4 separate regions of the Sus scrofa genome follow, and all the other regions are linked to region 2. Evidence: chromatin contacts called from public Hi-C and HiChIP or PLAC-seq data. All regions are on one chromosome and are shown on one strand. The core of a region is the stretch at or near the end of the contact, and the rest is flanking DNA. Distances in the headings are between cores, read along the strand shown.

The links. A called contact is a pair of places that touch in the nucleus more often than the background predicts. HiChIP or PLAC-seq counts read pairs in DNA pulled down with a chosen protein or histone mark.
Region 1: an H3K27ac HiChIP or PLAC-seq map of skeletal muscle shows a contact between it and region 2. The contact joins two enhancer-like sites. A contact is called at or near these places in 3 of 47 Hi-C or Micro-C datasets (embryonic fibroblasts, epiblast stem cells and skeletal muscle) and 1 of 2 datasets of contacts at active chromatin or transcription factors (skeletal muscle).
Region 3: a Hi-C map of skeletal muscle shows a contact between it and region 2, with 8 times the contacts expected there. The contact joins two enhancer-like sites. A contact is called at or near these places in 22 of 47 Hi-C or Micro-C datasets (adipocytes, adipose tissue, alveolar macrophages and 13 more) and 1 of 2 datasets of contacts at active chromatin or transcription factors (skeletal muscle).
Region 4: a Hi-C map of fetal skeletal muscle shows a contact between it and region 2, with 2.8 times the contacts expected there. The contact joins two enhancer-like sites. A contact is called at or near these places in 9 of 47 Hi-C or Micro-C datasets (adipocytes, embryonic fibroblasts, epiblast stem cells and 5 more) and 1 of 2 datasets of contacts at active chromatin or transcription factors (skeletal muscle).

What each region holds. Positions count from the first base shown.
Region 1 is chr15:81,960,775-81,967,255 of Sscrofa11.1, reverse strand. No RefSeq gene overlaps it. Among named protein-coding and RNA genes, the nearest start is that of HOXD3, 5.5 kb to the left of the region's middle. Within about 2 kb of position 3,460, at least 11 of the 83 cell types and tissues checked have an H3K27ac peak or open chromatin away from gene starts, as enhancers often do. A contact at or near this core is called in skeletal muscle, where this site is marked.
Region 2 is chr15:82,422,686-82,428,886 of Sscrofa11.1, reverse strand. No RefSeq gene overlaps it. Among named protein-coding and RNA genes, the nearest start is that of MTX2, 360 kb to the right of the region's middle. Within about 2 kb of position 1,921, at least 33 of the 83 cell types and tissues checked have an H3K27ac peak or open chromatin away from gene starts, as enhancers often do. A contact at or near this core is called in adipose tissue, fetal skeletal muscle, retroperitoneal adipose tissue and 1 more, where this site is marked.
Region 3 is chr15:81,913,450-81,919,571 of Sscrofa11.1, reverse strand. All of the region lies in intron 1 of HOXD9 (homeobox protein Hox-D9), which reads right to left. HOXD10 (homeobox protein Hox-D10) reads right to left here. Exons shown (of 3, transcript XM_021076346.1): 1 at 3,846-6,122; 2 at 782-3,413. The coding sequence starts at 1,736. Among named protein-coding and RNA genes, the nearest start is that of HOXD10, 5.1 kb to the right of the region's middle. Within about 2 kb of position 1,716, at least 24 of the 83 cell types and tissues checked have an H3K27ac peak or open chromatin away from gene starts, as enhancers often do. A contact at or near this core is called in adipose tissue, retroperitoneal adipose tissue and skeletal muscle, where this site is marked.
Region 4 is chr15:82,890,169-82,897,320 of Sscrofa11.1, reverse strand. All of the region lies in intron 2 of LOC110256983 (a long non-coding RNA gene), which reads left to right. It also overlaps the pseudogene LOC100516702. Among named protein-coding and RNA genes, the nearest start is that of HNRNPA3, 65 kb to the left of the region's middle. Within about 2 kb of position 1,855, at least 4 of the 83 cell types and tissues checked have an H3K27ac peak or open chromatin away from gene starts, as enhancers often do. A contact at or near this core is called in fetal skeletal muscle, where this site is marked.

The DNA of each region.
Region 1 (6,481 bases), core at 2,211-4,710, 460 kb after region 2:
CCTAAAACAGAACCTGAGAATATTGCTACAAAACTGGTTTAAAAAAAGAAGCTTATTTCTTTCCAGAAATCCTTACTCCTCGTGAACTCTGCTTGAACCTAAAAAGCAGGAACGGGTCATAAATCACTTGGACAATGGTCAACTGTTCAGTGGCTCATCTTTTCCATCACCCTCCCTCCTTTTCCAAGGCTTTCTTTTCTTGCCCTTTGGTACTGCTCTGCTCGTTTGGGCTCCAGACCCAAATGCCTTGGGGTGAAGACGAGAGCGCGTGTGGGGGGAGGGGCGGTCTTCGAAGTCCTCAGCTGCCCTTTTCTCTCACCCGCTCCCCACCATCCCCCTAATCTGGACCCGATCACCCACCCACCCACACACACCTCACCCCCGCCAGGGACAGGGACAACATCTGATGCTGTGGCATCCTCCCCCAAATACCATACCCCACCCCACGCCATCCCTTGCTCCTCCTGGGGAAGGGGCACCAAAGGGGATCTGGCTGGTTCTTTCTCGCCGTCCGGGTAAGTCGTCTAGCTCAAGTTCCGAGGCCCAACCGTAGGCCGGGAATGCAGGGCCAAACGGTCCACAGCCGGAAAGAAGGCGGCCTCGGAGCGACCATTGCCCGCTGCCCAGGCCACGCTGTCCCGCCGCACCCGCCGCGCCTCCAAATCAGCCGAATCCTGATACTTGCTCCCTGCACTTAATTCTGCACAGGATCAATACCTAAATATGATACCGAATAAATAAAAGGCGCTCACAGCGGCCGGGGGACGGGGTTATTAAGCAGCTGGAGCTCTCACGGTGCATATCAATGCACCTGTCATTGTGGTTTGTAGCAAAATTTATGACTTCGAGCGCGGCGGCAGTAAACGCTTCAGTAAGGAATGAAAAGAAAAACACTTCCCAAGGCCCAGCACTTTTCAGAAGTGGAAAACAGGCTCCGCGTAGGAGGAAGCGCAGCAAAAGAATTCCCTGCTCCGCACTTTTTCCCGGCCCGCGCCCGGCGAGCAGGGCTACTATATAAAGTGGCCCGTGCCCGCCTCTTGCAGCAGCTCTGCTCAGCGGCCGGACGCGGGACGGGACGAGCGCAGCCTGGCCGGGGACGAAGACCTGCTGCCTGCCGTGGCCTTGGGAGGGGAGATCGCTGGACGCGCGGAGGCCAGCCCCGCTGCTCCGCCCGCCTCGGCGGCAGAGCGGCGGAAAGGCTTGGGGATGGATGGAGGCGGCGGCTCTGGGCCGGCTGTGACTAGCTCCGCGATCGTCGTAAATCACGGACGGGTAGTGTTAGTCCACGGAACTTGAAAAGAAGGAGGAGGCGTTGGAGTGCAGGTTGCTTCTGTTCCTCTCAATGTTTTCCCTAAGATTTGGGCTAGCTTCCGCTCTTCTCTCTCTTTTGCCTAAATCAGAGCCTTGGAAGTCTACAGATCTCTTTCTGGCGGACACCAACCTTGCTGGGCATCCCCAATTAATTCCCTGAAACCTAGCAAGGATTCTTCCCTCCCTATTGGGTTTACTACTTCTGGATTTGGAAACTACTCCTTTTCGGGTTTGTTCAGAAGGTGATATATTTACTGTAGAGCTGGGGCAGCTTTCTGCCCACATTCTCCTGATCTCTCAGCCTGAGCTCTTCTGCTTCTAAATCACTCTTATTTAGCCCAGATAATGCAATACGTAATACACCCTGCATTTAAGGCACTGGGCTCACCCCATTAAAGCACCATAAATTTGAAGGCTGATGATCGGTTATCATGTAACCGGCGGCAGTTCACACTGAGGTGATCCACTTCAAAGCCGCCCTTTGTTTTATGTGTTGATGTATGAATCCTGAGATGGCTACCTTGAGTTGCAGGACAAATGGAAATGTAGTGGAAATTATTTTTAAAAATCACACCACTCGACACAATGTGCGTGCGTGTTTTATCAAATTTTGTCTCTAACTCTTTTTGCAGGCTCTTCAGGTTCCTTTTGATATTCTGTTGAGACAATCTAGAACAAAAATGGAAAACTCTCAGTGGCAGCCAGTTCTTTCTTACAAACAGATGCAGAGAGGCTTTGCTCCCTTTAGGAGTATCATAATCAATGTCACCCTTGTAGATGGTTTCCGCAGCCATCCCAGCACCTTCTTACTGGCAGAGAAGAGACTCCTTTGGCTCCTGAGTAGAGAGCGGGTGGGTTTCAACATAAAAATTCTTGACTGGATGGAGGAAGGGGGAGCCAGGAAGGGCCAGACCCTCCACAGTGGGTGAGCCAAGTGGGTCAGATGCACAGGGAAACCATTCCCTCTCCTTCTACTCCAACCAAGCCCTAAATGCCCCCAGGTTCCCCAAACCTCCAGGCCAAGCCTATCCTCTCAGGAGCAAAAGGGAGAGGCCACAGCACAGGGCACCAGAAAAGGAGGGTGGATATACAGCTGGGCCTGGATGGGTCCTAGGCAAGGCTCCCAAAGTAGCCCCAGTGAAGAGGGAGCTGGGTGTTATTTCTTGGTTTGTACAGTATATCTCCACTTGTTTCCCTGAGTTTATTTTATTCTAGTAGCATCCACCACATTCCTGGCCTGGGCTGCCCACGACTGGTTCTATTGGGGATCAGGCTGCAAAGAGCCTAAGAAACAAACATTCCTTCCACCCCATCCTGAAACAGACCTAGCTGCCCACCTCCGCCTGCACTCAGCAGGTGCCCGCCCCCCGGTCAGGTGAAAGGAGAGACACAATGCCTCCTCTTGCATCTGCCCTGTGCAATTTGTCGACTCAGTAGTTTGCAAACACTAAGCTGCGCCCGGGAAAGCCCCACACAAAGCGTTCAGGGCCCTTCTAAAGACCAGAGCGCGCAGCCATAAGCCTTTGAAGTGACCTTTGGCTCACGCAGCAATAACTCACCCCTTAATGAACACCCAACGGAAGCGCCTCCGAGAGATTCCGGCCCGGTAGGGCTCCTAACATCGCGCCTGGGTTTCAGCTTCCCAGCCAGCCCCAAGCCCAGGGGGGCCCACTCGGCTGGGTGGGCGGGCCCCAGGGCTATGCGGTGGAGGCAAGATGGACCCGGGCCCTCGGACCGACCGACAGGCGGGTCCGAAGCCGCTTTATATGATACATTCTCTCGTGGGCGAACGTCAACTTTCAGCGCTTGGTTATTTTTTTGTGGGGTGGGGTGGAGGGGAGCGGAGAGTTCTTTAAAATTAGGAACTTCCTAATTTCAGAAGAAGGGCTAAATTGGGAGGCCACTCAAGGTCGCGATTTTCCCCAAGCCTGTAACTAGATTTTGTTTTCCCAGCCGCGGAGGAACAGGGTAAGTTTGCTCCCGGGCATTCCACGGTTTGCGGTGCGCGGTGTGCTCTGGGCGCAGGAGGTTTGGGAAGGGGAAAGGAAAGAGGAAACCCACCCCTAGATAGCCAGAGTTGGGCTGTCCAGAGCCCCCACCGTCTTCACCCGCGCTCTTTCCCCAGCCCACGCACCACCCAGCAGGGGCTCAACCAACTTCAGCCGTCTGCTTGCTCAGAATCGCAGGCTTTATCCGCTGGCCCTGGGCCACCAGCTCAAGTACCCTTTCCACAGCCAGAAACCGGGCGAGTGGAGGGAGCCCCGTCTGAGACCTGTCAAGGAAGAGCGGGTCCCCTGCAGACCATCCTCCACCAGAACCCCGGGAAAAGTCTTTTGGATAGGGAGCCTTGGTGCGGATTATTGAAATTTTCGGGGAAGTTATAAGTGAGTGCTCCATGGGGCCAAATGAAATGCTGCTCGCAGTAATTGGATTCAGCTGACTAAGTTGGCAGGCGTGCAGCTCCAAGGCAGCGAGAGAAGAAAAATGTCCAGCGACTTTAAGTTCTGATGGAGCCAAGCACAGGCTGTTGACAAAACAACTTTACTGCTCCCCTTTGATGGAAATGCCCTGGGAAATGGTCCCTCTCCAGCTAGGGCTCGTCCCAACCTAGGCTAAGGGAGTGCTCCTTGCTTTCTGGGTCCCTCCCCAACAGAGGCCCAGCCTGGTTTGGCCCTGTGGTCTTCCCTGGAGCAGGGAGCCACTCATTCTGACTCATGGATCTGCTTTTTCAGGCAGCAGCCCTGGGGAAAGACCCAGGATGAACTGACCTGTCCTCCCACATCTAGAAGCCACAGGATGAAGTAAACAAAAGGATGGTTGGGGTGTAGGAACCAAAATATGATTTAGCTTCCATTTCAGGTTCTTAGAGGAGAAGGACCCAGAAGCCCTAAACCTTTTCTCTACCACTATCTCAGTCAAAACCCAGACTACCAAGGGAGAGTGTAGAGGATTCTCTCAAACTCTTCTGGGTAGTTTGGAGGTTCTCTTGAATTTGGGGGAGAAGCTTGAGTGGCACTTTAACCTCTCAATTAAAAAATATTAAGCAAACAGCAAGAGATAAAGGCATGGAGCTAGCTCCCAGAACAATGCAGGGAGCTGGCTGGCCACAGAGTTTATTTTAAATACGTATAAATCAACCTGCCTGCGCCCAGCCAGGGAGCCCAAAACACAGAATTAATATGACGCTCCATCTTACTTTGGCAGTGACAGTGTAAAAAAAAAAAGTTTCTCTTTATTCATTTCATTTCCAGCCCATTCTCATAAATGTACATTTACCCCAAAATACTTCCTCCAGCTCCCAGCCCCCTCACCAACCCTTTCCTCAAACTGCCACTCCCCCACCACCACCCAATGCCACTGGCCACCCTTCAAGCCTGGTATGGTAGTGTGTCCTCCTAACCTTTGGGTAGGCGGGGAGCATCTCCACAAAGCGCACCTCCTTAGATTAATCACCGTCCTGGATGTATATGTAGAAGTGTATCTAGGTCTACGCGGGCTGCCTCACCAATTGGCAATAATCAAGATCACAGATTACACAAAATAAATCATATTTACTATCCCACTCAGGGCAGCAAGCAGCCCCATGCCCAAAGATTTCCATTTTGTCATGCAATTGCTTACCTGGATCCCAATTTATCATAAACCTTGTGTCCTCGGCCTCAGAGTGGGCGCCAGTGGGGGGCAGAGCTAGTCTTCCCCCTTTGTCTGCAGACAACACTGTCCCAACCCTGGTCTTGCGCGCTCGAAGACGCGGCCATATACCCGAGCACACGGAATTCCCGGTAGAACGGAACCAGGCTGAGGTTCAACTACCAATAAACGCAGGAGGAACGACTTCGTAGTCCCCGAGCTGGCTTTGCCTGCGCTGCACGCCTGTCGGTCTACCCGCCCGCCTGTCCGCTCCCAGGCCCAGAGCGGCGGCCACCCGCGCCCCCACCCTCTCCTGGGTTCCTGCCCAGCCCTCCTAGGCCCCCCAGAGCTCGGGGTTTGTTTTGCTTTCGGAATGTGGTCCTTTCTGGATTTGAAGAGAGCCCCGGAAACCCCCTCATGGTCGGGAAATACAGACGCTGCCTTCAAATGCGAGCATATTTGTTCACGTGACCCCAGGGAAGATTGTACTGATTGAGGCTGAAACTTTCACGCCATCCAGCCCCGGAGCGCAGCCAGGCCTGGGGCTGGGAGGAGGGGCAGGAGGCGTGGGATCTCGGCCCCTTCCCCGGGGCAGACAGGGGTGGGTACCGAGCGAAAGGAAAGCCCCCTTGTCGCGGCTCCGCTTGGGAGCGACCAAGCCCCAGCACGGCCGCCGGCAGTAGGAAGGGGACACTAAGAGCCTCTCCCCCCATGACCTCTGACCCTGGTTCAGCCTTCCACCAGGATGGTAGGGGGATTGGAAATTTTAGAGGCTGCCTCTTTTGCAGGCGTCTCTGGAGCAGCTGAGGAGCATCAGAGGCCCAGAGTTCCCCTAGTTCCCCGGCTGCACCCGGTACACCGCATCCTTAGAGACCCGGGCAAGGCGCAGCCTGGGAGGATGCCCCCCCACCCTTCCCTTCCCGGGCGAGTCAATTACATTGTGGCTTCCGCTCTAAGATGAGAGCCTCCCACTCAGAGACCGGGCTGGTCACCCACGGAACAACCCCCTTCACTACTACCACCACCACCACTACTTGGGGCCTTGGCTCTTTGCGCGGATGCGACCGATGAGCGTTCACTTCCAGAGCAGAAAAGGCACATAAGCACGGGCTGAGACCAGGAGCGTTCTCCCGTCTCTGCATCTGGCTAACTCCACCCTGGTCCTGCGTGGCCTGGAGCCACCGAGGCACAGCCATTTGCCATGACCTGTGAGCCTCTAAATCTGGGGAGGGCCCACGGAGCTCGCTGGAGGAGCAACCGCCAGGCCGCGGCTTCCCGCTTCCTGCGGCGCCTCCAAGAACGCGAGGTGGGTGGGTGGGGGCTGCGGAATCAGTCCTGGCTGGGCTTATCTGGGAGAAGAGGGAGCTTCTGTTTTAGAAATATTAAATCAGGATAGGTTTCCAGCACTCTCCGAGTGGTCGGGTGGAATTTACGGTAACAATTCTGGATGTGAGGAGAAGGGTTAAAAACTCCCGGCCAGGGCGGTCAGCCGGCCTCCAGCTCCAGCTTGCCGTGAGCCCCCACAGCACTTCCCCAGCTC
Region 2 (6,201 bases), core at 672-3,171:
GGAACATCAGAACCCAAGCACACACACGTGTGGTGTGGAGGCAATCCAGAGAGAGGGGCACGCTTCCCAGGGCTTGTTTCAAACAACCACAGAGGACCAAATCCAAATGTGATGTGTTGGAACATGAGACACACGCGCGTGCGGGGATGCCCACGTGCGCACGCGCGCACACACACTTGTGAAAAATACTGCCAAAGTCCCTCAAAGCCAAAGTTTAGAAGAACACGTGCTCTGGATACAGCAACAGTCCTTTCAAAATCACTCCATTTACGGTTCCATTCCTCATCTCTTTGATCACTTTGGCACACGACTTAGGAAATAACAGAGAAAGAGAAATATGAAGCTGGAGACAGAAAATTTGATTATAAAACAAAGCCACCCACCTTGCTTTCAGGGTCAGGAAGTGCAATGGCCTTCTTTTGCAGCAAGAATGAACTTAACACCAGTGTGTTAAATGATCATATATCTATTTAAAAGAGAAGGAAATAGTTCTAAAAAAAAAAAAAAGAAAGAAAAGAAAAAGCTGCAATATCTGTCCTCAGGAAGTCTTAGCCAAAAAAATCAAAATAAAATAAAAGCAGCATACTGTGGTTCTTTGGTACAAGGCAGAAAGCAGAGTCCTCAAGTCACTATTCCCCTGTTTTGAGAAACAAAACAAAAAGCAACAGCAAAAGGTGCAGTTTGGCAGGAGGGGGGCAGTTCCTTAAAACGTATGGAGTCCTCCTGGGCCCCTCCCCATGCCTTCTCTCGGGCGTGGACTGGAGAAGTCGCACCGATCGACACCAGTGTCACCATCGGCTGCTTAAATGCCACAAAAGTACACTTAGAAATGAGAAGAAAGTGACTGACACGGATATGCTGAGCCAGCCCCACTGCCACTAGAACAGCCTTAAATGCCCACACAAGGAGAATAAAAAGAAAAGCACATTTTGCAATAGAATAAATTCTCTCTTTTTTTTTTTAAATTGAGACCGCAGAAAGTCACATGACCCTGCCTGTAGCCTTTTAGGAAAGCAACCGAAATGGTAAAGACGGACGCGGGGGGCTGCCTCCTTCCTGCAGCCGCCTCTCAGCCCGTCCTGCCGCGTGTCCGCATTCTTCTGGGCGCATCTGTGGAGCTATTAAGTGGGATAATCCCTCTGGCCTTTGATACATTTCTGGACATGATTATTTCATTACTCGCAGTATATCAGTAGGATCATAATAAAAAGGACTTCTGACAACCTGCCAAGAGTTTTGTGGCCTTGTAAACACAAAAGTGCTCTAATAAAATTTTATTAAGTGTTAAAAAGTCATAAAAAGTGAAATAACATAAACTACAAAATTTACTGTCCTCAGCAAATGCTGAAAATATCGTCCACAGTAAAATTAAATTAGCATGTAATAGACAGAGAAGCGGTGTGGAGTGGATTTAAAAGAGGATCCAGGGAAAATGACACTGTAACCCAATCTGGGTCACGGGGATTTAATTCGGATTCTTCTCCCTAAATGTGAATAAATGTGCTGATTACAGACAAGAGCTCCGGGGTTACTGGAGTCTCACACATTGTCAATACTTTGGAAGAAATAATATATTGCGGATTGTAATGAGCTGGGGAGACCCAGCGAACGTCGCGGGGAGCAGGCGAGGGGCAGGGCGGCCACTAGGGTGCGCTGCGAGACCGGGAATCCCCGCCCGGGCGCCCCCGCCGCCGCGCCGCCTGAAGCCGCGCGTAGGTCGGGCCCTCACCCTCCTCGAACTCGAATTTATGGTTCTTTCTCCCTCCCCTCCCCCCTTTTTCCCCTTTCCCCCTCTCCTGTGACATTTTCTCCAAATCGGAAAGTGATGTGCAAGCCGAGCTTTGCCGCAGGCGACCCTCGGTCTCCGCTTTCAGACTCGAGGTCTCTGGGTGGGATGCGCTGCCTGCAGCGACGCCGACCCGAGGGACCGGATGGGGCCCCCAGCGCCGCGCCGCGGACCGGACCTCTCCGCCGGCTGAGGCGGAGGAGCGCGCGAGGCCCACGTCCGGCTCCGCCCGAGGCGGCGGGGCGCTCGGAGCTCAGCGGGCCGCCTTCCTCGCCGCGGGTTCAAGGGCATCCCGGGGGCTGGATCCCGCAGCGCTGGGAGCGAGTTCTTCCCGGCTCAGACTCCTCTCCGGAGTCCGGCGCGCCCTGCCGCTCCCGGCACCCCTTCCCTGGCCCGCCTGTCCGCGCTGGGCCGCCGGCCTCCCGCAGGGATCCAGGAGCGCCCTCGCCGGCCCCGGCCCCGGGCCCACGAGTGCGGGCTCCCCCAAGTCCTACGTGGAGGCTCCGCCTGGAAAAGAAGTCCGACTTCCTCTCCACGCTGCTCCAAGTGGAATCTGAAATCGGCAGGAAATTGCTCGAGCACCCAGCCTGCGCCTTTGCAGTCAACCCTCGCTCTGCTGAAGAGAAGCAGCTCCCACCAAAGTCTTGCCTCCCCCTCCCCCCGAATGCCCCGCGCAGGTTTGTAAAGAGGGGTGCGAGGTCTGCAAAGTATTTGTCTTCGAAGGAGAAAAATGTCGGTGCCCAATGAAAGACGGGTGCTTTTTAGCTAGAGCTTACCAGCGGGCCACGTCTGGGTTTGCGGCCCCAAATGGTGTAAACGCTGCTGTACGAGGAGTCGATATCAGGAGTGTCTTAATTAGAATTTAGTGATATAGGAAATAAATGAGCAGTGACACATTTCGTGACATCATTTTTTCCTCAAAGATGCCCAGAGTTTTAAGCTGCATTTAAGAATGACCTACATTTTGCCAGAAAGTAAATCTTTTTAAGTAAACCGCTTGCTAAAGCCCAGAGAGGTAAGTGTAAGCTACCACCCGAGATCCTTTAGTTTTCTGTTGAGGCTTGTGCGGGTGACTAGGGTGAGGATGCCTTATATTTTTAATTTTCCAGATGGCCAGAGCATTTGATGTGTACGTGGTAAGGTAATGTTCAAGGCGAATGGAAGACCCGAGGACCTTTTGATAAGTAATGTTCACTTGACACTTTAGCCTAAAATAACTGTAATTAGTTTAAAGTGGGAATTAGAGCCCCGTGTTTTAGACTTTTTTTGGTCAGAAGCTATATGGGGAAAAGTGTTTTTTAACAATTTTTAAGCAACCCCCTTTACTGTCATTTGCAAAGTATCGAATTTGAAATAGCCTGGCCTGGAACTTGGAGCTAAACAGCAAACAATTTACATGTGATTTGACATTTGCTATTTAAAGGCTTTGAGAGCTAATAACAGAATTAAAAGGAATGGATATAAATAATAAAATTTCTTGTTGACTCTCCGGAGCCTGCCTAGGGGGGAGCGACAGATGACATGGTGGTGACTTTGAGCCATTCCCTGCAGACAGCAGTTGTGAATGTGGTCGGTCAGTGTTCCTTTGAAAAATGAAGGGCAAGTAGGTTTATGGAGCAAATCTAGAAACAAATATTTAACCACACAGGATTTTCGCAAGAGTCGAGACTAAAAGTTTTGTATTTTAAATTTAACAATAAACATTTCTTCATTGATTAATGAAATTCAAAAGGAAACTTTATGCTTGTATTATTTTGTTCTGTGTTCGTACTTCAGACTGAAGTTCATCTGTCCTTCAGGAAAAAATATTTTCATAGCTATTAAAAACATCAAGACTAGTACTTTCAACTTTCTTCAGGTAGCTATAGGATTGCTGTAATTTTTAGTTTCTTAATTTTAAACAAGATTAGCACAGCCCTATTTAAGGAGTTTGGTTTATTCCAAAACTATAAGTGTGGTCTATATAAAATTGTAATATCAAAAGTTTTTGTAAAGAAACTTTTAATGAATATTAAACGTATTTTAAGGGGATTCTCTCACACTATTCCCCCTTCCAAAGAAAAATCAGAGTTTTCCATTTGATAGAAATATCATAATCAGGTATAAGAAAATGATTACCATAATAACAGGTCTGTCAAGATGGTGGATACATTTGAATGTATTTTGAAGAAAAAAGAATATTCTCAGCTCTTTATACGTTTGAAGTACTTGAAAAGGCATGGAGAAGTTTGTAAAAACATTTTATTACTGAAATATACAAGACCATTAAAATGTGCAAGTAATTAGATTCTAAGTGACTACGAAGTATTTTTTCCAACTGCTTTTTAAACTTTGAAATTTTTATGTGTACTTTAATTAATGCCTTTCTTTTAACTGTCCCAAATATTTTCTTATATTAGCTATATGATAAAAGTGTTACTGAAATAGGTTGTGTTTTACTCTCTGCATGAGCAATTTGAGAAATATTTTATTTTCATCTTCTTTTACATCGCCAGGGGATAAATTTGAACATGTGCCTTACTGGAGTAAAAAAAAAGAATCCAAGTTCACTTTTCTCTCCAAAACTTGACATTGATCCTGATCTCATAGTGTTTATGTACACAGACTGGTATTGAAATCAATTTGGACATAGTTTGTAGGGAAATTTTAAGACAGTGCAAGTTTAATATGGAAAATGTATAGAAGGATATAAAATACTTAAAAGCTGAAATTAAATCAGGAGATGTGCCATTCACTCATCTGAGTGATCATTTTAAAAGTAGTTTTGCACTCAGGAAGGGTCTCCTTATGCTCTGTATTTATGAATATCTAAATTATTCTACCCTGCAACTGAAAAACTCAATAACCAGATACTAAATTTATGTATTGTTAAGGTGACCAAGGCTGTGGATGTGAGAAGCAGATTGGCTTCATGAAAGAAAGCAAGCACTTAAAATTGTACGTTAAAATATAAACTTAATTTCAGTTTCTGACAGAAATATTGTGGCCAGCTCATCAGTTTTCCAGATCGGTTTTAAAGCAGCATGTAAAAACTACCTTTTCCACATTAGAAGTTCATATTTAAGTTTCCTTAACTGCAAAATCACTCTAAAACAGAGTGTTTTACGTTAAGGACCATTTCATGTGCTGGTCCCCATTGATTACATATGAATGTATAAAAATCTTGTTTAAAGACCAGTAAAAGTGAGGAAATTCCAAGTCAAGCTGGCTAATTCCATTCATAATTCATCCCGAGCGCGGGGACTGAGGAAACTTGCAAACAGTTTACGGCTATACATACAAAATAAGCTGTCTTGTTTTGGAAGCGGGATCAGAGTTAACTCTGACCTTCCTGCTCAAAGAGGCTTCGGTGGATACAACTAGGGAATGTAGGTTAAGCTTTTTGGTTCCCCAGGAACTTTTCGATCTCAACCCTCTTTTGGATTTTCGCTTTTTGAAAGTGTAAACAGCAAAGGACGGACAACTTTCACCCCCCGCCCCCCAGTTTCCTTCCTGTGTGCACATGTGTTCAGTAATTCCTCTGAGTGCTGGGGAACGACAGAGGCCCTGTCGTGAGAAAACAGTGTTCACATATCTCCGGCCCCTTCAGCCATCCCTGTACCCATCCCTCCTTTTATTTTGAATCAGTTGGGCAAGAATTTAGCACTTCTGCGCACATGGTTCAAACTGATAGATCCACAGCCCAAACTACTTTTGGGGACTGGCCAGAAATCCCTCTAGACTTTGCATTCTGAGCAGGGGAAAACTATTGAGTTAGCCTGGGCATCATTTGATATTGGGGAGCTCCAGGCTGTCTGTCAAACCCGAAACAATCCATCTGCTTATTTTCCAAGCCTGCGCCACAGGCTGGGGGATGTCCCTTCATTGAGGAAGATGTTAAAACATTTTCATAGAGTTACTTAGCGTTCTGAATAATTTGTAATTTTAAACCAGACTAATTTCAAGGGTGAAAACTGGCCCAGAGAGAGTCTTTACACAGTAACTTCAATCTGCCAGGAACTCAAGTGACTTTTTTAAATAAGACCTTGAAGATGTGAGTTTCTGGTGGAAACAGCTGCCATCTACGTAGAGCAGGAATCCTCAGGACCAGTTAATATCCACCAAACACGCTCCATTAAACTGGAACAAACATGATGTTGAATTCCTGGCTCCCCATTTTCCTGAATGTAGGTCATTTGCCGTCCTTACCATTTAACATTTAAAGGGATTTCCTGTCTTGGAAGTCCGGCAGTTTGTCACCTGTGTGGTAAGCCTCTTTAAAAGTTGGGGCTCCCACCCTCCCTTGAAAGACTCGGTGACTCCACGTTCTCTGGCTGAGTGTCCCCCTGCCCCGCCACTAAAGGCAATGAACCTGCAGGTGTGGGACTTTCCCTTACAAGTCGGTGCTTGCAGATCCCATATTCCAGGCCAGCACC
Region 3 (6,122 bases), core at 467-2,966, 510 kb after region 2:
CTTCTTGCCCCCACACAAAAGCATTTGCCCAGAAATGTAGTTCCTTGATGTGGCCCAATTCTGAGTACTCGGGAAGAGGATCAGGGGCAGAAAAGCCAGAGCCCCTGGCTCTTTGCCCTGCCCAGCCCTAAGGCTGGCCCTGCCGCCGCCGGGTGGGCCATGAACATTCCATTCCCCCCCCCCTTCTGCCTTTGCCCCCTTTGCTAGTGGACTGCAAAGCTTGCGGCATTTTCCCCAGACAAAGCCAAGGTTATCTCACCCTGCAGAGGCAGGGATCCCTGTTCTCCAGCCCACGCACCAAACGGCCCAGCCATCTCATACCCCCTTGTCAACCCCAAGCTCGCAGGATGCGGGGTGCATACATTTGAACAAGAACACAGTGCCTCAGACAACCTTAAAATCATCATTGGGTGAAAGGCAGGGCTGGGACTGCAAATCTGAACGAGAGAAAGGAGGGTCTGGGGCATGTTTACCAGCCGCAGGTCTCATTTGCACTCTTTTGTTGCATTTCAAGTCTAGCTCAGGAAAAATAAACCCGGCAAACCCTTCCTCTGCCTGGGCTCCCTCAGCGTGGGGCCAGGACCAGCCAGGAGGGCCAGGGCAGTGCCGGAGAAGCGGAGACCATCTCAGGACTAAGAATGCCCCTCTAAAAGCCGGGAGGAGCAGCACCTCCCTGTCGGGCCCCAGACTGCCGAGCTCGACACTGGGCACCCAGGCGGAGCTCTTTGCCGGGTTCCCGGGCTGCTCGCCCCGCTGGGGTGGCAACTCTGCTCATACCGACCTTTGCTTTCCTTCTCCTGTACTTCAGGACTGGACACGGAGACCTCAGCCAGGCAGCTCCTCTCTTCCGGAAGGCCACCCTTGGCCTCGGGGCTCTCCACCTGGGAGACTTTGTTGGGCTCCGGGCCACTCGCGGGCTCGTTCATCTTCTTTTCCATCTGCAGCTGGGCGGCCGAGAGCTGCGGCTTGGCCGCGCCGCGAGGGTTGAGCTGGAGCATGACTGTGGAGCTGCCTTCGGGGCTGTTATTGTACTCTTGGGTTTTCCCGGTGGCGTAGGTCTGACTCAGTCTAAAATATCCAGGGACAGGAACCTCAGGGTTCTCAACGGGACAGGACTCAGGGACCAGCCTCTGGTACGAAGGGACCTCAGCAGAAATGAGTTTGTTGCGCTTATCAGAATACATGCAGCAATTGGATTCTTCCTTAATGTTGGTGGTGAAGGAGCAAGTGGGGACTTGCTGTGTAACAGGTTGCTCTATTCGACAAGATCTGTTCGGGTCTGTCCAACTGTCTACTTGAGGTATATAAGGATGCACATTCATACCCATATTTTGGTGGTTCACTTCTCTTTTGGCCAGAGACGGGAGCAGTCCACAGGTTTGCATTCCATAGGTCCCCATGTCTGCGCTAGGTGGTGGCATGTACATGCTGGCGCTGCTCGAATAAAAACTGTCACTCCTGCAGGCACTGATCAAGGAATCTACTAAAAAAGTATTAGCAGCAGGAGAGCTGTTGGGAAAGGACATTTTGGGGAGGAATTTGAAGAAGAGAGATTGTGTCCTTTGTAGGCTGACATCTCTAGGAAAACATTCCCCGTGTAATTGTGGATGCCTCTGCCGACCACATGACAACCAAGCCAATGAGATTTGAAAATGGCCTTGAGCCGCAGCCTCCTCGCAGGTCACGTGCTCCAGAGCCCGGCCGGCCAGCCGCGTAAGCACGGACAACAGCGACATCTACTACGCGCCTGCGATAGTGCGCGCTGGAGACTGCCGGCCCAGCACTCTTCGCCGCCCGCCAGCCTCCCGGGGCTCGCTCGGCCCTCCCGCCCCACTCGCGTCCCCCACTCCGGCCTCTGGGCCCCGCAGGCGGAAGGAAACACTCGGCCCCGAGGGGGTCTCCAGGCGGACACACGCAGGGAGGGAAGTCGGAGCGCCGTGGCGCCAGCACACAGAAGCATGCCCCGCACACACCCAGGCAGGCGCCCGAGACGGCCCGGGCCCGGGCGGGGGGGATGGTGGGGGGCCCAGCCTAGTTCATTTTGTCTCGGGCAGCCTGGGAAGGTGAGTCGGATTCCCCAGGCTCTGAGACATCCCACCCCAGGGGTCCACAGGAAAGAGCTCTGGCGCCTAAGACGCGGCCAAGGTATCCTGGGGAGCGGAGGCGAGAAGGACCGCGAGGGCCGAGAGGCTACGCAGTTGGCCGGCCCCGCGGAGCCCCAGGACCCGCCCGGCCCCGGCGCTGTCCTCTGCCTCCGCCCGGCCACCCTAGCTCCGGGCGCCTGCGCCCCGGTGGGCTACCCGAGCCTTTGACTCTCGGAGGAACCACACCCCGACCTCTGCGGGTCGGGCCGCTGGGAGCTTTCAGTCCGGAGACAATCCCTTTCCAGCAGTTCACAATCCGCGAAAGCGTCCCTCGGGTTCCCAGCGGAAGAACGAAACCGAGGTTTCCTCCCCACGCGCCCTGATAATAGAGGGCAAAGAGGAAGGAAGGGAGAGAGAAAGAAAACGTTTTCAAGGAAAGGAAGGAACTCTCGCTTTCATACTCCAGAAGTTTTAGAAAACTGGGCCAAGCAGGAGAGAGTGAGAGGCAAAGGTGTCATTTGGTTCTTCTGCAAAGAAAAATATGTTTTCCTTTTATGGATTTTGTAAAAGCATTGGTTTCTGACAAGTGCAAGGTACAAAAGGTTGTGGAATTTATTAATACATATTAAGAAGAATCAGGGCGATCAATAAAATTCTCATCTACATTCTTGGGCTACTTGGTAATTTTCTTGCTTCTGAAGGTTTTTAAAGAGTTATACCCGCTGTTGCCACACACGGGAAGATATTTTATTAACAAATCAATCGAGACTTTGTAAAGGATAAGATTAATAGTTAAGATTTAGCATAATGGCGTTCGCTTTATGAATTATTGAAAATTATACTATTGATTTTTCCCCTTCGCTACTAACCAAGAAGGTCAATTTTTGTTTTAACACAAATTGTCAAATATTAAAAGCTATACTTTTGTCAGAAGTTGAGTTTTATAGTTGTGAGCAATCCCTAAAATTATTTGACACGATTCTGCTTGGGTAAGGGAAAGGAGGGAAAAAGGAGGTGGGGGAACCATACTCCTCTGTTTCCTTTGGTGAGGGAAAGTTCTATAAAGAGGATTTGGTCTTTGGGGTTGTGGTCGAGCTCATTAAAAAAACAACCACCATCACCACCACCATGGAAACTCAGTTTTATGAGAAACTTCTTCAACAACTTCCTCCCTCGTTCTCTGGCTGTAGGCGGGTGAGCAGTCCTTCGGAAGCCACAGCCTCGGGGCAGCAGCGGGGAGCTTTAACCTTGATTTCCAAAGGCTTGCCCTGAGCGAGGGGCCCCGGCCAGGGCGCAGGAGTCGTCCGCCGGCTTCCCATATCCCCTTTCCTGCATCCAAGAGAGGAAAAGGGCCCCAGAAACTCTGCTCGTAAACCAGTTCTCTGTCCGGGAAGGCGTCCGTATTTTCTTCTCCCCACACTCGTCCTGTCACGGGCTGGCCTTGGATTTCAGGCCCAGAGACTGAACTTGTGGGCAAATGGGGTTTCTGCCTCTGCAGAACATTGTTTTGGAGCCTGTCGCTAAGTGAAGTGCCTCAGCCTACTGGGGGACGTCGTAGCCCGCTCGCTCCTTCACAAAAACCTTTTCCAACAAAACCTTTGTCCCCCCTCCCCAAAAGGAATCTCCCCTGGCCTGGTAGAAACAGGCACTGGACATTCTTTTCCGCCTTGGGACCATTTCGCCTGTCCCCTCGCAGTGCCCTCGCCCAAACAATAAACCCTTTAAAAAAAAAAAACCCTCCGCGGTGGCAATGAGACAGACCTTTTAAACCTTTACGCAGCTGTTCAAATACAACATCATTGTCAGGTTAAAAGCCTGGCGCCTCTAACTGCTCTGGTTGCAGGACGCCGGCCGACGAAGCAGAGGTTTAAACATTACCTTCGGCAGGGGTGGCTGTTTTTAAGCTTGGGGGTGGGGGAGTGAGGACGACAGGGGGGGAAAAAACCAACTTTTGACTCTAGTCTGCTAAGGACCTGTTCACAGCTAACAGCCACTGACTAGCACGAAAATTACTTTCTCTCAAGGCAGAGCTCATGATCCCAGCCACAGCTAAGCATGCCCACGGCTGGACAAAGTGCCCGCTGCATGCGCTCGCGGCAGGCGCCCTGACGCCAGCCTGGCGCTCCAGCACTGTCGTCCCTTTGCATGTTGGCCAACGGAGCTGCCCAGAACCCCGTTGTCCAGTTCTCCCTATCCCACAAGAGAGGCGAGAGGGTTAAATCTAATCGTGAATTTTATGCCCATCAAATGCCCTTTCATAATCTTTATTTATACATGAAGAAAACATCCAGGCTAAAACCCAGCAATTCCTCACCGAGCGGGCAGATTCTGCCGTGAGCCAGGGAATCTGCCTTCTGAATTTGGGGGGCCTTTCTGTTTCAGCTCCTGGTGCCTTCAAGCTCAAAGTCACTCCCACATTGGATTTGGTTTTAAATAGGTTGTCTTCAGTTGGGGGGGGATGTGTTTCAGATATAATTTTGAATCTATTATCACAAAATTCTCTTTTATTCTTTTTCAAATTTGTCTTCACACCAGCTCCTTGAGGCCAGAGACTGCCAATATTTCAAAGAGATTTTATTATAAAAATTAAGCAAGATAGAAAGATATAAGAAAATGATCTGTGCCTGGGAGGACAGAAAGTTTACCTAAGACCCTAAGGCTAAGATAAAGAAAATGGAATAAAAAGGCAGTGGCTTTCAAGGTTAGGCTTTATTATTCTTACAAGTATTTAATGTAGCTGCATAGCCGCTGTTTTCGATCATCTTTAGATCAGTTGGAGCAGTTACCATTAATAATAAATCAATATTGCACCATAAAGGAGATGAATATCCACATTTGTACCAAGACACCCTTCTCCCTGGTGCAGTTCTTTCCAGAGAAAAATTAAAAGGGTTGCTTTAGCAAGGAATTAGCATTTGTAATCAAGAAGTGACTTGCATCTGTGCTCTCCTGTCACTGGGAAGAAGGGCAGCAGCTCTGGGCCTGAGTGGACCTGGGAGCTCCTAGGTTCACCCTGAATTGGGGGGCCTGAGTGGCCTCTTAGGGTTGTGCAACCCTTGGGGGACAGAGTGGATGGGCACAAATTTTAAAAGCTGCTCCCCCTGGGTGCCCTTTCAGTTGCACCATGCACCACCCAGCCGAAGTGAAAAGAAATCAAGAGGGCCATTGGGGAGGGTAGGGAAGCCACCACCAACTTGGAAAGGGGTCTAGGGAGACATGCAAAAGGGCCAGTGGCCTGGGAGCCTCTTTCCTTTGCAGACACAAAAGACTCTTACCCCTCCACTTCAGGATCTGAGACCTCAGATACTCAAGATACTCAGCCATGCTCTATGAGCCCCACATGCCCTGAACAATCAAGAGATCTCAGACCTGCAGCCCCCAGAAGTCCTGATCCAATTCCCTGGACTTTTTCAGGCTCAACTTGGGCTCTGCCGAGGGGAAAGGAATTGCAGAGTGTTGAGCACCCGCGGTCTGGGGGAGGCTGTCAGCCAAGGCCAAGGGGCCCTGCAAGGCCACAAGAGCCTCCGAGCTGGAACTGCCTAAAGAGGAATGCAACGACATTTGGGGAGAGGCATTCTCACCCCACTTGGATTAGGGCCCAGTTTAGGCCCCAGGAAATGTAGCTTCACAATAGTTAAGCTGGACCCATGGTCAGACAGGCAGGAGCCAGGGTGCCCACGGGGAACAGGAACATCAATGCCTCTGGCTGGCGCCTCTAGTGGGGTGGGAAGACTCATGGCCCCCAGCCTCCACAGATGCCAGCTCCCAGTGGTGGACCCAAACAGAGACTTTGGTCCAGGGCTGGAGGGAAGGGGGCAGAGACGGCGGAGCCAAGGAGGTCTTTACTAATTCCAGGGGTTGCATGTGCTTCACAATGATCTTCGGGAAAGAAGGGATTGATATCCTTCATTTTGGAACTTCCCTTTTTTGGACTGCGGATGGTGACCCTCCGGCAGGGTCAGGGGCGTTTTGGGGTGAGAGTAGGTTGAGGCGGGCACGCGGGGAGAAAACTGCTTCCAAGAGCTGGTGCCAAAATCA
Region 4 (7,152 bases), core at 606-3,105, 470 kb before region 2:
TTGTTGCAGCTACAAAAGTGGTTTGGCATCATATATGTGTGTGTGTAGTTTTCTTTTAATATCTGAGCAAGATATTGGGAAATGGATTTTTTAAATGTCGATTTTTATATTGACATTTTGCCTGGCGTGTAGTGGTTTATGAGGATTTCCAGTGGAGAATCTCTTGCATTTTAAGGTTCTTTGCTCATTATAGGCATCTCACCAAATTTTTTCATTAAAGTAGTTTTCCTTGTTCGAAGTGCCTCATTTTCTATTAGAATGTTACTGATATGGCACAATATATATATTTTTGTGGCTGGTAAGAAATATTTATTTGGTGGTAGTGAGGAGACGCTGAGCCAATCTACCAGTGAGGGCTTCCACAAAGAATCATATGGTGCAAACTTGAATGTGGGTAGGTGTCTTTAGGATCGAAAAGCAGTAATTTAGTCTATAGTTGGTTGCTTGATCTATATGCTAATAAACAAACACATTTCCCCACCCCTAAGAGCTGACAGATTTCCTTTAAATTAGTAAATCGACTTGTTGCCTTAGTCTCACATAGATGTATACCAACAGGAGGTGTTGTAGTTATGTTTTGAGACCTAATTCATCGATACTCATTTTATCTGAAACGCAATAACAATTGCTAAGTTTTCCCAATGTAAAAATAGCCTGAATCAATTATTCTGGGCTATTGTTAAACCACATTAAATAATAGGATTAATAAGTAAAACTTTAGGTAAATCAGTGGAGCTTAATAAGGAAATCCCATTGTTAACATAAAATTAAATTGCAAAAATCACCTATATGAGTTCTATTGTTTAAAATAAAGTAGGGTTTTTTTTTTTTTTTAAAGAGCTTTGTAAAAACATAGATTAGCCAGTGAATTTCTCTGTAATGTAATAGATTTAATAGAAAACATTGCCTTGTGAAACTGAATTCTCCATTTATAATGTTCCTCCGTTATAAATCCATTATAAAATGTATTTAAACTGCTTAGATTATTCCCCCTCCCCAATATTCTTATTAGCCTAAATGTGCTAAGAAAGAATAAAGCTCTGTACTTTGTGGACATTTAATAAATATTATTTTTTATTAAAAATTTATTATTTTATTTTATTTTTGTCTTTTTAGGGCTGCACCCAGGCTAGGGATCGAAATGAAGCTGTAGCTGCTGGCCTATACCACAGCTACAGCAACATGGGATCCAAGCCGTGTCTTGACGTACACCACAGCTCATGGCAACGCAACGAGGGATCCTTAACCCCTGAGCAAGGCCAGGGATTGAACCTGCGTCCTCATGGATGCTAGTCAGATTCGTTTCTGCTGAGCCACGACGGGAATTCCTTATTTTTAATTAATGATTTAAATATAATTTCCAAATAGAAGCAGATCTATTTTAGTTCAAACCATTTCACAGTAAGTAACAGGGTCCAAGAAATTTGGGAAAGGTTTTTGGTTCTCCACCAGAAAGTGTGCTTGGAGCTGGGAAGGGAGCATTTTATAATTTTTCCCCCCTGCGTCTTCCCTCATGCAGATATTAGTATTCCCACTCAACAGTGAAGGGAAAACTTAAAAAACAAAAAACCTTCCCCAGTTTTCAATTTATTTTTTATTTCAGTTGGAAAATCCCCACTGAATGAGTTAAAAAAATTAAATGTATCCTGGGAACATGCCGTTCAGGATTTTGAAATGGGAACTTCAAACGAAGTTGGTAAAGGAGTCAAATGCGTAAGTGGAAACTTTGAGGAAACTGGCAGTGAGAGACTGGAAATCAGGCAGTCATTTACGTTTTACTCCACCACCCTCAGCAAGAGCGAGTACAAAGCAGGGAGCTGGCACGGCTGTGAGTCAGAATTCTCCTCTCAGGAACTGAGCAGAGAGATTCCCAGCATCTGTTTCCTCAACTATCACCCAGAGGATACTGGTGGTAAATCACAGGGAATAAAAATAGCCTTAGAAGCTAGTTCCAAACAAATGAGACATGGTGGATATTTGATAGTGGTGTGGAGTCTCTTCTCTCGAAACTCTTCATTATCTAATTAACAAATATATTTCTAGTTTTACATTAATGAGTTATATTGCTTAGGTCACTCATCAAAATGTTGAGCAAAATCTTGATATTTTTATTGATGTGAATTGAACTGTTACCTAGATGACATGGTAGCTGGTATCAAAATCTCAACCATGTAGTTATATAAATGTTAGTCTATAAGCAATAATCATAGATGTTAAAGCTTTGCTTTAGACACAAAAAACATGTATTTCTGAAATTAAAAACAAACAAACCACCCTGCATGCTCCTTACCATAATATCAATTGCTAGAAGAGTGATAAGATCACTCTGCTTTTGCCCACAGGAAATTTTATGACTAGAATCTTGCCATTTAATACAACTTAAGATCCTTTAAGTGTATATTTTACATATAAGGAAGTATTTCTTAGGTCTGGCTAAAATTGTTATAGTTTGATATTGTTATAGCTTCAGATTTTCAACAAAACAGCAGATTTAATAGATGAGATTAGCAAGTGGTGAAAAGTTCAAAGCATTTAATGGAATTGATCTACTAAATTAGCATTGACAATTTTTAGTGGCTATCTTAAATATACATTATTATCATGAAAGAATTAGTCCAATTAAGCCTTTACATTTGGAAGATGCCCAGTCTGACCTTGCTCTACTCAGTGTGAAAAGTGAGAGGGTCTCTGGGCTTATTTAAATTTGGTGCTAAATCAATAGGTTTGGGGACCCTTTCACTGCTTTTTGGAAAGGAAAAGAAACCAAGAGGCTCTTTATGGTGACAGATGGGTTATTAGAATGGTTATGGATTGCAAATAAAAACAATGGCCAAAGAATAGAATAATATAATATTTCAATAAATAGATCAAAAGAATCAACAAGATTTGGGTTATTTTCTACCCAAATATATATATATTCTTACTATTTACTGTGTATATTGGATATATTAGTTTCATTTTGAAGCTGAAATAACTTTATTGTATTTAATATCATTTTATTTAAAACATTCTGAATTAATAACCAGCTAATTAGGAAAGAATTGAAATCTATGAATAATTACGGCATTTTCCAGAAATCTACTTTCTATATATCCACAGGATAGTTTATAATCTATCGATATAGACCTCTATGATGCCTTGAACATAAATATCATGAAAATAAAATTGAGTTTTGCATTTTCAGCTTAATTGTGCAAAGCTTCTGATGATGGCTGATTACTCATATTTATCATGAAATTCTGGAGTCCTGGCTCTGGGAGGGTTTGCTTTTGAGAGGCCAGTTCCTTAATTAACAGGGGCTCATATGTAACCTTCATCACCAGAGCTGAAGAGCCACCTCTTTTGTGAAAGCCTTCAGCAAAATGTATTTTAGTTTTGCTATTGTTGCTATTATTATTATTAACTATTACAGTTTTTAATGGTTCATTTCCCTAATCTAAACTTCAGACCCAGCCATTTCCGGGCATTTCTAGTAGAAAAAGATATGGCGGCTTGCCGCCTCCAGAGGACTGGGCTTGGGAAGGAAGCCATCACCATTGCCAGAGCTCCACATGAAAGTGTTTTTGCCCCTGCACCCGTCCCATGGGAATGGCCATGGATAAAAGTGAGCTGGTACAGAAAGCCAAACTCACCGAGCAGGCAGAGCTCTATGATGACATGGCTGAGGCCATGAGGCAGTCATCGAGCAGGGGTATGAACTCTCCAATGAGGAGAGAAATCTGCTCTCTGTTGCCTAAAGAATATCGTTGGAGCCCACCTTTCTTCTTGGCATGTCATCTCCAGCATACAGCAGGAAACAGAGAGGAACCAGGAGCAGCAGCAGATGGGCAAAGAGTACCGTGAGAAGATTGAGGCAGAGCTCAGGACATCTTTAATGATGTTCTGGAGCTTTTGGACAAATACCTAATTTCCAATGCTATATAACCAGAAAGTAAGGTGTTCTACTTGAAAATGAAAGGAGATTATTTTAGATATCTTTCTGAGGTGGCATCTGGAGACAATAAACAAACCACTGTGTAGAGCTCCCAGTAGGCTTATCAGGAAGCATTTTATATGGTACTCGTTGCACTTCCTGGATTTGAGTGATTCCTTTTCCATGCTAGGGAAGTTTTCACCTATTATCTCTTCAAATATTTTTTTCTGGCCTTTTCTCCCTGTCTTCTCCTTCTGGCCACCTGTAATAGGGATTTTGGTGCCTTTACTGTTGTCCCAGAGTTCTCTTAGATTGTTCATTTTTTTTCAATCTTTTTCTCTTTTTTGTTCCACATTAGTGATTTCCACTAGTCTGTCCTTCACCTTGCTTATTTGTTCTTCTGCCTCCTGTATTCTGCTGTTTGTTGCTTCTAATGAATTTTTTATTTCAGTTATTGTATTTTGTATCTCTGCTTGCTTAATCCTTAAATCTTGTATTTATTTGCTCAGTGTTTCTTGTAATTTATCAATCTTTGCCTCCAGTTTATTTCCAATGCCTTGAATCATCTTCACTATCATCAGTCTAGTCTTTTTCATGGAAGTTGATTATCTCCAGATCACTTAGCTTGTTTTCTGGGGTTTTTTCTTGCTCCTTTATCTGAGTCATAATTCTCTGCCTTTTCATTTTGTATAGATTTTTGGTGTGGTCTCCTTTTTGCAGACAATAGAGTTGTAGCCTCTCTTGCTTCTCATGTCTGCCCCACCTTGTGGCCGAAGTTGGTAGGGGGCTTGCTGGAAGCTTCCTGATGGGAGGAACTGGTGCCTGCCCACTGGTAGCTGGAGCTGATTATTATCTCTGGTGGGTGGGGCTTTGTCTCTGGGCGAGATTAGAGGCAGCTGTGTGCCTGGGGGGTCTTTAGGTAGCCTGTTTGCTCATGTGTGGGGCTGTGATCCCACCTGGATTATCATTTGGCCTGGGGCTTCTCAGCCCTGATGGGTGGGGCCAGATTTTTCCAAAATGGCCACCTCTAGAGGAGCATATCTGATGATCATTCCTGAGACTTTTGCCTCCAATGTCCTTCCCCCACAGCGGTCACAGTCATCCCCTGTTTTCTCAGGAGATCCTCCAAGAACTGCAGTCAGGTCCAACCCAGGTCCCTTTGGAGTCTTTGCTTTGCCCTGGGACCCAGTGCACATGAAAGCCTGTGTGCACCTTTCAAGAATGGGGTCTCTGTTTCCTCCAGGCTCATGGAGCTCCTATGTACAAGTCCCACTGTCCCTGAGTGCCAAATGCTCTGGGGGCTCCTTCTCCCAATGCCAGATCACAAGACATGGGGCCCTGACCTGGGCTCAGAACTCTCATGTAGGTGAGTCTCTATGATACAGTTACTTTCCAGTCTGTGGGCTGCCCACCTGGTGGGTATGGGGTTGCTTATATCATGTAATCGCTCCTCCTACCACCTTCATGTGGCCTCCTCTTTGTCTTCTGAAGTAGGATGTCTTTTTTGATAGTTTGCAGTCTATTTGGTTGAAGGTTGTTTAGCAGTTGTTTGTAATTTTGTTGCTTTTATGCGAAAAGTTGAGCTCCAGTCCTTCTACTCCACCATCTTCATTCATAGCTTTTTTTTTTTTTTTTCATTTTTGGCTGCCCCGTGGCATCTGGAGTTCCTGGGCCAGGAATCAGATCCAGTCAACCTGCAGTCACCACGTAAGCCACAGATGCTAAATCCTTAACCCACTGTGCTGGGCTGGGATTGAACCCTCATCCCAGCACTCTTAAGACGCTGTTGATCCTGTTTTGCCCCAGCAGGAACTCCAGAAGCATTTGAAATTAGTAAGAAAGAAATGAAGCCTACATGCCCAATTTGACTGGGCCTGGCACTGAATTTCTCTGTCTTCTACTATGAGATTCTAAACTCTCCTGAAAATGCTTGCAGCCTGGCAAAAAAGGCATTTGATGAAGCAATTGCTGAATTGGACACCCCGAATGAAGAGTCCTACAAAGACAGCACACCCTGATCATGCAGTTGCTTAGGGACAGTCTTTCTCATGGATGTCAGAAAACCAGGGAGAGGAAGGAGATGCTGGGGAGGGAGAGAACTAATTCCTGTCATGCTTCATGACCTCTTCAGTGTCACTCTTTACACTCCATGTATATCCCTTTGTGCGATTAAAAAAAAAAAAAAGAATCTTACATTGACTCACAATTTTTCATAGCCTCAGCCTAGCAAAATGGTCTATGGGATAAACAGCTGGTATTCGGATCTAAAACTCAGATTGGCCATGTAAATGCCACGGCATTCTGAAGTTTTGATTTCGATTAACATTGATGGTATTACTGTGTATTTAATTTTTTTAAAAACTGAACTCTGTAATTATGGGGTTTTGTAATACTGGTAGGAAAAAAATAGACCTGAATTATGTGTAACGTTTTGGAAAGTTTAATCCAATAACAAAATAGTCACTGAAATACAGTTCCATAGTAAAGTTGTATAGGTACAGAAAGTTATAGAGATTATATAGTGGCAGTGGTACTTGAAGTGAGACACCTTGTTCGGCATTTGAGTTTCACAATAATTCACAGAAATTCTGCCCATTCTATCAGGGCTTGTAGGTACTTGACTGGTTGGGGCTGCTGCCACTCAAAAGTTCATGACTGCAGATGGCCATAGTTATCTTTCTCTGAGAAAACCCAAAGCCAGAAATTAACATTCTTTGTGGCAGATAACTGGGTTACGACACCATGAAAAGGTCTAGTGCTTATAGGTCACATGTGATTCAAACCCTTTTCCTACAGCAGCGTGTTACTGATTGGCAACTTGTGCTTCAGTATTGGAATCTGTTTTCCTTGTAACTGCAATCAGAGAAGAAAAAAAGCCCTGTATTTTATGAATGGCCTTATCTGTTTCCTGGGTGATACCTTAAGGATAATGTTCTGCAGAGATTTCCTTTAATTTGAGGAGTTAAGTACTCAGTCTGGGTTCTTCCTAGCTCCAGGCTTTTAAAATTTAAAATCGAAACCTTCTTTCCTACTGTCCTTTTTGACTGTTGACTTTGGTTTTCGGTTTTCTCTTCCCTCTCTAAATTTCTGTCCTTTTGCTTCCTCACACCTTTTTTTTTTTTTTTTTCCTTTCTGAGTTCTCTCTTTGCCCTTTGTTTTTGGTTTAATACTATATGGACAGGGGCCCTGGAGTGGGTGAGAGGCATTGGTGAGCACTTGGGTGAGCCAGCCTTGCTTCA